Linked DNA regions of Zea mays: region 1 is linked to region 2. A link is a contact called in public Hi-C data. All regions are on one chromosome and are shown on one strand. The core of a region is the stretch at or near the end of the contact, and the rest is flanking DNA. Distances in the headings are between cores, read along the strand shown. Region 1 holds the start of LOC541861 (kinesin-like protein KIN-5C). Region 2 holds the start of LOC100384514 (Dihydroxy-acid dehydratase chloroplastic).

What was found. A called contact is a pair of places that touch in the nucleus more often than the background predicts.
Region 1: a contact with region 2 is called in a Hi-C map of tassel, with 3 times the contacts expected there. The contact joins the promoter of LOC541861 here to the promoter of LOC100384514 in region 2. A contact is called at or near these places in 2 of 25 Hi-C or Micro-C datasets (ear and tassel).

What each region holds. Positions count from the first base shown.
Region 1 is chr4:54,353,389-54,359,095 of Zm-B73-REFERENCE-NAM-5.0, forward strand. LOC541861 (kinesin-like protein KIN-5C) reads left to right here and starts at 3,416. Exons shown (of 20, transcript NM_001349555.1): 1 at 3,416-3,566; 2 at 3,648-4,003; 3 at 4,083-4,221; 4 at 4,325-4,422; 5 at 4,502-4,658. The coding sequence starts at 3,540.
Region 2 is chr4:53,927,530-53,933,842 of Zm-B73-REFERENCE-NAM-5.0, forward strand. LOC100384514 (Dihydroxy-acid dehydratase chloroplastic) reads right to left here and starts at 1,842. Exons shown (of 14, transcript NM_001177037.1): 1 at 1,182-1,842; 2 at 566-637; 3 at 157-204; 4 at 1-46. The coding sequence starts at 1,658.

The DNA of each region.
Region 1 (5,707 bases), core at 2,166-4,665, 430 kb after region 2:
TTCTTCATCTTCTTCTTCTTGTCGCCACTCCAATGCGACTTGATGCGTGGAGGAGATTCCTCCTTGTGCTTGGTGTCGGACTCCCTTGATGGAGCCTTCCCATGGCTTGTAGCAGGCTTCTCACTGGTCATGACCTCCTTCTTGGCGTGATCTCCCGACATCACTTCGAGCGGTTAGGCTCTAATGAAGTACCACGCTCCGATACCAATTAAAAGTCGCCTAGAGGGGGTGAATAGGCGGAATCTGAAATTTATAAACTTTAAGCACAACTACAAGCCGGGGTTAGCGTTAGAAATAAAATCGAGTCCGAAAGAGAGGGCAAAAACAAATCACAAGCAAATGAAAAGTGTGACACGGTGATTTGTTTTACCGAGGTTCGGTTCTTGCAAACCTACTCCCTGTTGAGGTGGTCACAAAGACCGGGTCTCTTTCAACCCTTTCCTTCTCTCAAACGGTCACCTAGACCAAGTGAGCTTCTCTTCTCAATCAAACGGGACACTTAGTCCTCCACAAGGACCACCACACAATTGGTGTCTCTTGCTTTGATTACAAATGTTGCGGGAACAAGAATGGGGAAGAAGAAAAGCGATCCAAGCGCAAGAGCTCAAATGAACACGACAAAACTCTCTCTTCTAGTCACTATTGCTTTGAGTGGAATAGGGACTTGGAGAGATTTTGATTCACTCTAATTGTGTCTTGTATTGAATGCTATAGCTCTAGTATTGAATGTATTGGCTGAAAACTTGGATGCCTCGAAGTGTGGTGGTTGGGGGGGTATTTATAGCCCCAACCACCAAAGTGGCCGTTGGGAGGGGCTGCTGTCGTATGGTGCACCGGGCAGTTCGGTGTGCCACCGGACACTATCCGATGCGCCAGCCACGTCACCCAACCGTTAGGGTTCGACCGTTAGAGCTCTGACTTGTAGGGCCATCGGATAGTCCAGTGGTGCATCGGACAGTCACTGTTCAGTGTCCGGTGCGCCTTCCGCTCCTGCTCTGACTTCTGCGCGCGCAGTTGACTGTTCACTGTTCACTTTTGCAGACGACCGTTGGCGCAGATAGCCGTTGCTCTGCTTGCACACCGGACAATCCGGTGAATTATAGCGGAGCGGCTCCCCAAATTCCCGAAGCTAGCAAGTTTGAGTTGATCCACCCTGGTGCACCGGACACTGTCCGGTGGCACACCGGACAGTCCGATGCGCCAGACCAAGGCAGCCTTCGGTTGTCTTTTGCTCTTTTTATTTGAACCCTTTCTTTGACTTTTTATTGGTTTGAGTTGAACCTTTGGCAAATTGATATTTCTCCAAAAAATCTGATGGATCTAATATACACAAGCTTATGCTCCATGACAATATTGATCTGCGTCGTGCTGCTCCTATTGCTCGCACTAATCCCAGAGCAGGCTGTGGATCTCACGGTGCACGGTGGCGTAGGGATGGGAGACAAGAAAGTTTGTGGCGTCGGGATCGTTGAAGCCATCGTAGATGCCGACGAACACCTAGCCCTGCTCTTTGGACACCACGATATAGACGCGGTCCTCGCCAGCCTTCCCCTGCACCCACTGCAGCCCAGCAAAACTAACGCCACAGGTGGCGGCGGCATTGACCGAGCCGAGATCCGTAGGCGCGCGACCGCCGTGCGAGAGTCTCCGGCGAAGCACGAGTACAACGCCTCCCATGCGGTCGGATATGGTGGCGCCAGGGATCCGGGGGCGCGGCGGAGGCTGGGTCCACACGCAGGATCCGGGGGCGAGGGCTCAGTGCGGGCACGACTCGGGCTGGGTTAACACACGGGCGGGCGGGCGGGCGCGAGATCGGGGGCGCCATCCATGCCGGTCATCCATGCACGAGATCCGGGGGCGGGGGCTCGGCGGGGGCATGGCTAGGGCTGGGTTCACGCGTGGGCGTGCTCGAGATCAGGGGAGGGGGCACGACGGTCCGCGGGCGTGGGAGAGAGCACGACGGGGCACATAGGGTGCAGACGCCGCAGGACACGGGGGAGCGCGGTCGGGGCGGTGGCTCGTGAGACGGAGGCGACGGGGGCATGGTAAAGCATTGTGAACGTTCACATTGAGTCCTTATAGAGTAGTACAGATTTACAAAGTAGAGGGGAGACAGAGAAATATCAAAACGACGCACGACCCCACTAACAGGCCTATTGGGCCGAGCCCAGTTCACACACGTTGAGGGCTGCCTATCCAACGGCTCATAGCATAAATCTGACGCACCTGCTGTCGCAACCCCCAAAAGTTCGAATTCTCCCTCTTCCCGACCCGCACCCGCTCCTCAGTCCTCCCCCTCTTGATGCAGATATTTTGAAATCTAAGCCACCGCAGCCCGCCCGTCCAGCGCTGCTCTCCGCCGTCGCTTGCGCCATGTCGTCGCGACATGACAAGGAGAAGTCGGTGAACGTACAGGTTCTCCTCCGCTGCAGGTACTTGCCACGGGCAGCCGTCGATTTCTCACTCCCTCTCTCTCGCGCGCAGTCGGTTTCAGCCCCCACACCCCAGATCCGCCGCCCTTTGATCCCCGCGTGGTTGCTTCCGCAGGCCCTTCAGCGATGATGAGCTCCGGAACAACGCGCCGCAGGTCATCACCTGCAACGATTACCAGCGGGAGGTCGCCGTCACGCAGAACATCGCCGGGAAGCAGTTCGATCGGGTCTACGCCTTCGACAAGGTCTGCTGCCCTCTACCTCGTTTCTGACCACGTGATGTGGGAGTTTCAGTGACTGGATGCGTTTCCCCCACCCCATTGATGCTTGCATTTGTTTTTACGGCGATGTGGCTGTGGCTAGTTCTATTTCAGTGTGACCAGTTTAAAATTAGTGAATGATTGGCGAATCCCCACCAGTATTCTATTGTGTTTGTTCCCCTGGTTCATTCTGGGGGGACATTTAATATCTATGGCTGCTTAACAATGAGACCGGTTGCTTGCATCCAAACAAGCTCAATTTGCAGTGCAAGTGTTTAGCTTGTGAATTCAAACAATATTGTTTGACTATAATACTCTTGCTTAATGTGGAACACTCGTAATAAGCACCTGTTCAGGCTGTTCTGCACGTTTTAATTATGCTAGTATAGGCAATCATGTTAAGTTACTATCAAAAGCTTGGGCAATTCACTTATTATATTTTAACACCCTCTCATGTCTAACGTCTCTTGAGTCTCAGATGTGAAATAGGAGCGCACAACAATTTTTTTATTTTAATTGTGCTAATCAGGATTTGAACTCATGACTTTTGGGTGACTTTGATATCATATTAAGTTGCATGTACTTAAGCTGATAGGAAGAGGGCAATTCACTTATCTTATATTTCAACGGCTAGTGCAAGCCGCGCCACAGCTTTACTTTGTTTCAGGTTTGGCTGCCAGGTGCTGAACTGTAACATGCAGTGCCCTATTCCCAGGTTTTTGGACCGACAGCAAAGCAGAAGGAATTGTATGACCAGGCCATTATTCCTATTGTAAATGAGGTTTTAGAGGGATTTAATTGCACCATATTTGCGTATGGCCAGACAGGCACTGGAAAAACATACACCATGGAAGGCGAGTGCAGGAGAGCCAAGGCAAGTCTGCTGTTTTTTATGACTATTATGGTTCCTGGTTGTCTCATTCGCTGGTCACCGATTATGCAAGAATGCTTGCAGAGTGGACCGAAGGGTCAATTACCTGCAGACGCTGGAGTTATACCTCGGGCAGTGAAGCAAATCTTTGATACCCTGGAGAGGCAGAACACCGAGTACAGTGTTAAGATCACGTTCCTTGAGCTGTACAATGAGGAAATTACAGATCTTCTTGCTCCTGAAGAGATATCTAAGGCTGCATTTGAGGATAAACAGAAGAAAGCCTTACCTCTTAATCTTATGGAGGATGGGAAGGGTGGAGTTCTTGTTCGAGGTCTCGAGGAAGAAATTGTTACGAACGCGAGTGAAATATTCTCTCTGTTAGAAAGGGGGTCTGCAAAACGCCGCACTGCAGAGACATTACTGAACAAGCAATCTAGGTCAATCTCAGCCAGTCTTCTTTTGAACTATACCGCTACAACAAACTTTATGTGCTCATTACTACTTTTAACATTTTAGCCGGTCCCACTCTCTATTCTCAATCACTATTCACATAAAAGAGGCAACCCCTGAAGGAGAAGAGCTGATAAAATGCGGGAAGTTAAATCTAGTTGACTTGGCTGGGTCCGAGAACATCTCTCGTTCTGGAGCTAAGGAGGTATTGTATTGTGGAACAAGCTTGAATGCTACTTTTAAATACCTTCATCTCTTAGCATCAATAATATTCTATTCTGAAGTAATGCACTTCCTCTTGACTATAGGGCCGTGCAAGGGAGGCTGGCGAAATTAATAAAAGCTTGCTTACTCTGGGTCGTGTGATTACGGCATTGGTCGAACACCTTGGACATGTTCCTTACAGGTAAGCGGCAGTTGATCATGTAGGTGCAGATACAATAATTGCCGCTTGTTACCTTGCTGAAAGTTCTCCTATCTTTCAGGGACAGCAAACTCACAAGATTGCTGCGTGATTCATTAGGAGGAAGAACAAAGACTTGTATTATCGCTACTGTTTCACCCTCTGTGCATTGTCTCGAAGAAACCCTGAGTACATTGGATTATGCTCACCGGGCAAAGAGCATTAAGAACAGGCCTGAGGTGATATGGCTTCACTTTCTCAGTTTACAACCTTCGTAGTTTCCTTATTCTCGAAGCTATGACTGAAAATGTCAATTGAAAAATAACCTTGTGAACTTATTAGCTCTAACGTTTGTGATTGGATACTGGATACATATGGAAATGTTCTTATTAGATGGCATGCATTTTACTAGGTTGAAGCTGTCGAAGTGTATAAGTGGATTCTACCTCTTTCATTAGCTTAATCTTTTGGGTTGAACTGGTTAGTGTGTCCACTCATGGTATCAGAGATAAATGTCTCGAGTTCGAATCCTAGTAGAGGCTTTATTTGTGCTTCCACCCATTTATTTTCATGTTTGTGTGTTTCTATGTGGCCACGCGTGAGTGAGCATGTTGAAGTGTATAAGTGGATTGTCTACCTTCTCTTATCAACTTAAGCTTTTGGGTTTGACTGGTTAGTGCGTTCACTCTAACAGAAGCGAAATATATGTATATAGCAATATAAATAAATATATTTTCATTTGCATTCTTTATTCACTTATATCCAGCTACCTGCTTAACCTTTCTTTTGCTTCCTAGTAGAGTAGCTGTAATGTTTCGCAGAAGGGTCTTTAGCGTAATGGTTATGGCTTCTGAATAGCACCTTTAGGTCCTGGGTTCGATCCCTCTCGAGAGCGAATTTCCAGCTTGGTTAAAAAAATCATCTCGCTGTGTCTCGTCCGCTTCATCTCGCTGTGTCCTGTCTGCTTCTGAGTTATGTCCTGCACGTCACACTCCGGCCGGGCCGTTGCAAAGTAGGCGGAAAGTGGGCGGTGATGGCCAACTAGTGTGGGGGGCCAGGGTTCAGGGATTTTTCTGGGCCGGGACCATGTTTCGGTATTTTCTTAATATAATACCGGGAGCGGGCGAGTTTTTTAGCAGTTATGTTGCTCCCTATGCTGTTTTATAGGAAGCATGCATTTAGATGGTCCTTTTAGTGAAAAATAGGCTAGAATTTGTTATTGCATTATCGTCATCTCATCTGATCCAGTATTGTACACCAATTTAGTTCTTGTTGTGTTTGTGGCGTA
Region 2 (6,313 bases), core at 592-3,091:
TTCTTTGCTCATCAGTGATTGAACCACTAACATATTCTCCATAGCACTGCATAAAACATCAAAATGCAAACAAGCCTTAGCTGTACAATGTACAATGCCAAAGTGCTTCTATCAAAGAAGTAGAGTTGATGAACAGACCAAAGGTGATAAACATACCTGGAAAGCAGAAACTATATCGTAGGAATTGCCCTGAAAGTGACCAGGCTGCATCAAAAAGATCCACCAGAAATTGTCAATAAGCAGCAGCTCAAAAAAGGCATGCATATTTAACATATTTTATCACTGGTTAAGGACTCCAAACACACGCTGGCAATAGCCAATAATGTTAACCTCAATTTCTAGCATAAATCACTCCACTGTATCAATCAGTTTTTTCAGGGCAAACCGTACCAATGAGTTATTCAGTTCTCATTGTTTACTGCGCTAATGCAATGTCCAGGAAAGCAGTTTGTTCTATCGCAATTCACAAATGTCTTTTGCTTACTCAAGCTAGCCAAACATTCTGTTGAAGAACAGCACATTTTAGAATTAGTAATAATACAGCAAGAGACCAGGGGAGCATTACCTTAATAGTTCCACCATATATCATGATACTAGGTCGATTAAGCCGTCCCATTGCCATTATTGTACCTGGCATCTGCAAACAAATGGCCACTAAATCCAGCTGCAACTAAGATCTAAATGTGCATTAATACAGGGTAGAACAAAGCTAGAAATCTTAACTTCTTCCTACTAGTTGCTAAGCTCGGACTGAACAAACAGGTCCAACTCCAATCACCTCAGCACCCATTCAAACAACAAGCTTTTTGCCAGACACATATGACAGCTCGTTGCTTTTCAGAAAACAATACAATTTTGTGACATCCAGATCCAGAAGAAAACTAATGAGAAAGCCATGTAGCATATAAGAAAGCTCCAGTCCTTGCTGCTAATTTTTATTCCCCTTACTAGAACTGAGCTAAAATTGCACCACCACCTCCAAACCAACACAATCTTAGCAGGAAGTGAACACCAGCGGAGACCAGGATGAGGAATTTAGTGCCTTTCGATTATCATGTAATAATTCAGGACCTTGATATATAGATTATGAGAGCGGCAACATTGGCTCCACTCCATAGTCCCACTGAACTAACTGGTGTACATCACATCTGCAACAGCAGAGATAGCGGAAAGGAACTCACGTTCTTGTCGCACCCAGGTATGGAGATGTTGGCGTCGTAGTGTTGCGCGCCCATGACGGTCTCGATGCTGTCGGCGATGAGGTCGCGGGACTGGAGGCTGTAGCACATGCCCCGGGTGCCCATGGAGATGGCGTCGCTGACACCGACGGTGTTGAATCGGAAGCCGACCATGCCGGCCTCACGGACGCCGTCGCGGACGGCCTCGGCGAGGCGGAGCAGGTGCATGTTGCAGGTGTTCCCTTCGTACCACACCGAAGAGACGCCGACCTGCGGCTTGCGGAGGTCGGCGTCGGTGAGGCCAACCCCGTAGAGCACGGCCTGCGAGGCGCCCTGCGACTTGGGCTCCGTGATGCGCGCGCTGTACTTGTTGAGTTTGGGCTCGTCGGAGACCGCGGCGGCGCGGACGCGCTGGAGGCGGCGGCGGGGAACGGGGCCTGCCACCGGGAGTGAGGGAGAGGTGGGCGCCATGGACTGCATCGCGGCGGCGGCGGTGGCGTTGAGGTAAATGGGTTTAGGGTTTTGGGTTGTGAATTGGTGGATGACGGGGAATGATGAGTGGATGGACAGGGAGCAGAGGGCAAGCGTGCCTGCAGCGGCTGGCGGCGGCAGCAGCCGGCAGGAGGGGAGGAAGGCGACGAGACAGCACAGCCGGGTTGAGAACTGGACAGGGTGGCGCGCCCCTGTTTTTGCCTCGATCTCATATAATTATACCCAACTTTTAGAAAATCGAGACGCTTTTTATTATTTTATCTAAATTGCGTAGAAAACCTGAACTTTTTATCTCTTTCTCTAATCGTTTCTAGGCTTTTGGATGTTTTCCAAGTATTTAAGACTTTTTAGCTCTTTCTTTAGTTGTTTCTGAGTCCTCGCAATGTTTTTTTAAGTACAAGAGATATATAAGAGCAACTCTAACCATTTGTATATAATACTAGTTCTGTAGAAGATTCCTTAAAATAAAAACCTTCTAAAGGGTGGACTAACCCAAAAAACTCTTCAAATTCAAGAGGTTGAGAGCATCTTCAAGAGACTCTTTATTTTTGGCTCTCTATTTGACTTTATATTTACAATTTCATAAAAATTACACTTTATATGTAGCATTTCACTCTAACAGACTATCTATCTAGTTTTGCTAGTCAGATAGCTAGCCAAATTTGACTAGTGAGAGAGACAATTTATAGAGTCGGATAGCTTGATGAGTTAGATAGATAGTCTGTTGGAAAGTTATTTTATTGTTGAATAGCTAAAATTTGGCTTGATAAGCCATTTAACTAATCTAAAATAGATGCTCTGATTGAACGCTAGGAATCTAATTCGTGTCGCCGCGAGTAGGATTGGCAGGTGGTAAAAGGTGCAAGCTGAATTCGTAATGAATATTTTGAAGAATATTTATAGTTCAACTATCTGATACAGAGGATACAATCATGTATCCTTTCCGTCTCACCTTTCTCCTTTGGAGTGACCGATTACCTACAGAATTTTGGCAATCCGAGCCATAAACTTTTGATTGCATTTTTATAAGTTCGATCTGATTACATGATTATTTAATTTATATTGATTTTGTATGAATAATTATTCTCCTAGATTCGCGCAATATGCTTGTTCACAAATACTTGCTTTCATGTTCAGGCATGGCGATTACACTAAAGCATGCTCTCTGTTCTTCCCATCAAGTAAACCAACCACAAAATAGAAACATATTTGTATTTAGTTCCATGGAGTGATCCCTTAACATCTCATTATGGGACAAATGGCCAAAAAATGGTTCTATTGGAAGTCATACAAGAAACAACCAGAGCAAAATAACTGAAGCATTACTAGAACAAGTTGTATAACTGAAACAAACAGTTTAGAAGACAAGTTGCCATACTAGAGCAGAGCCAAAACTACAACCTACCAATAATTCAAAAGGGGGTGAATCAGTACGGCTTAGAAGAACAAAAGCATGTACTAGAATAATCTCACAAGCTTTGTAACCAGATAGCAGCATCAACTCTTACATCAAGCGGCATCAGCTCTTACACTCATGACGACGCATAGGTCTAGAACCAAGTTGGACAAAACATGGAGCATCAACTGTCGTAGAAGTGTGTTGACGCCTTTTCGGAGCGCCAAACACTCAACAAGAACCGTGGCGGTGCTCTCTGGTCAGGCGCGGACGGTCCACGGCCTGGGGCCGGACGGTTCGCGACCTGGCGCAGGGGCTAGGTTTCTCTGCCTGACGGCCGGACGGTGCGCGCGTACGCAGAGGCGGCGGAAGTCGCCGGCGGCGGCCTGGATCTCACTCCCGGAGGGACCCCGTCGGGGAGGAGAGATCCTAGGTGATATCTAGGCTCGGCAGGCCGACCTAGACTCTTCTAATCGGCGTAGAGTCGAAGAGAAGCGAGAATTTAAAGATCGAGAGGCTAAACCTAAACTAGACTAGAACTACTACTAGGATAAAATGCGAAATAGAAGTGTTGTTGATTCAATTGATGATGATTAGTCGGCCGTAATCCTCTGCTTTTATAGAGGAGTGGGGCTGGACCCGTTACCAACAAAACTCTGAGCAAATCCCGCGATTTTCGCCAACAAACACAGCGAAAAACTCGGAACCCTAATCTGTTCTGCGCGTGCGCGGACCGTCCGGCCCACAGGCGCGGACCGTCCGGACCGCGGACCGTCCGGCCTCAGGGCTAGACTGTCCGCACCTCAATTTGGTGCCCAACATATGCCCCCTGCCTTTTGGTGGAGCTGAGCAAACCAAAAGCAAATAACTCGATGTGATTACATCGGTTCTCTTAGGCATCTTGTCACATACTAGGATGGTACTGCTTAAGGAAACACTCATTCAAGGCTTTGGGTAAATCTTTGACTTGTAATGTTTGCAATAAATAGGTGTTACCAGACATTACCCGTTTTACTCTATATGGACCCTCCCAGCTTGGCGACCATTTTCCAAACTTTCGGTCTTTACTCCTTAGAGGCAGGATGGTCTTCCACACCAGGTCCCCTACTTGAAATGACTTTGCTTTGACCTTCTTGTTGTAGGCCCTGGTTACTTTGATCTTGTCCTTTTCTATTGCTCCCAAAGCTATCACCCTCTTGTCGGTCACCTCATCAATATTATCCATCATTGAATTATAATAATCCATGACGGTTAGATCATTTTGTCTGGCGAACCTGACAGCATTCAAGCTTATTTCCACAGGCAACACTGCTTCCTGCCCATATACAAGCTCAAAAGGAGACACTTTAGTAGCACTATGTTTAGATATTCTGTGAGCCCATAAAGCTTCGGACAAAACCTTATGTCAATACTTAGGATTATCAGATATCTTCTTTTTATCAAGTTAATTAATGTCATATTACTAGACTCGGCCTGAGCATAATATGGAGATGAATTAATGTAACACACTGTTTTAAGGAACAAAGCCGGGTGCATCTCATACATGCGCCAAGAAGACAACATATACAATAACAGAGTGTATAGAGATAAATGTCATAAAACATCAGAGTATTTATTACATAGCGGAAGACTTAATACAAAATAAAAGAATAAACATAAAACGAACTAAGGATCGTCGGCGCCAATGTCAACTGAGAAACGCCATCTAGATCAGATCAAACTCCTCGCCTTGTGGCTCCTCCTGAACCACCTGTTCTTCTCCTGTGAGGGGGTGTGAGACAGCAAGAGTGAGCTCACATACGTTCATCGCTCAACAAGTTGTGGGGAATAATGTGGCATGAACTCACCAAAGGTGGGAGTTCATGAAGTGTAAGGCTGATCAATGATATAAAGGCTGAAGCTGAGCATTGCTTTTATAAGTTGGTCAAAATTTTATTAGCAGTTACTAAGTGTAAGTAAATACCAACCCATAGTAATAATAAATAAAAGTAATAGTAAAATAATCCCAGATGCAATGAAATGACAGGTTAAGTTTAAGTTCCATAAATTAATCATGTGAGCGTCCGAGCCGCTCATGACCGTGAGCACGGCTAGTATACCAGTTTTACACTCTGCAGAGGTTGCGCATCTTTACCCACAAGTCGTGTTACCCATTTGCCACGGAGTTGATCAGACTCCATACACCTCTACCAAGGAAGCGAGGCAGGGTACCACTACGAGGCCTTTACAAAGTTCCACTAGCTTCAGACTACCCGCTACAGTTTATAGGAAGCTCCAGTGCAGGGTTCTTGCCTGACCGCCATCGCAGCAAAATCAACCCAAGGACCCCCCTACACTGACCACTCCCCTACTGCCCTTGCCCCTTTCAGGTAAGGCAGCCCTCCACTAGCTTTCCTAGTTAATCAGCCAAGGGCGTCCCATTATACCCTTGTGGTAGCACTGTTTTCCCGGGTGGTTCTCCATGTTCCCATTAACATAATGATCTTATCATGAACATAAAATAATGAACAGATAATAACAAGTGTAAAAATGAGTGATGAATATCTCTATACCCAAATCCACATAAAGCAATAGCATGTACTACCCAAAAACTTAGTAGTAAAACCAGTGGTGAAGCAAGGTATAAAGATAGTCAAAATCTAGGGTATCCTATTGGGTCCCATCAAAATTAACCTATGCAGATCATTATGATTAATAAGAACATGAATGGGTAAAAGAAGTGATCAAGGGCACAACTTGCCTTCAGCGAGCTCCTGCTCAGCTACTTCAACTTGATGAACCTCAGATTCCACAGTGGCTTGCTCGTCTACTCGTATCAACACAATACATACATAGCATAGCATAAATTAACATCACATCAAACATGTAAATAGAATATATAGTAATAAACTAGACATTAAAATAAGATCACAGGAACTGGAATCATTAAATTTGAAGGTATAGATTTTAAGTTTTGGATTTTCTAATGTTTTATGTGCTTAATACAAGATTAAGTGAAAGAATAATTTTAATGTGTTTGTCATGTCAGAACAGAGGCACTAATGGGTAGACAATATTATTACAAAAATTTAGGAACTGGAATGGATCAATTTGGAGTTCATATGAATTTTCTATGAATTAAACAAGTTTTAACATGTATTTATGCACTAAAAATTGATTTCTGATATTAATGTCTGATTTTCAAAGCTCTCTGGATTGGGCCTCAAATTCTAGGAAGCGCAGGGGCTCTGGCGCAAGAAACCAGAGA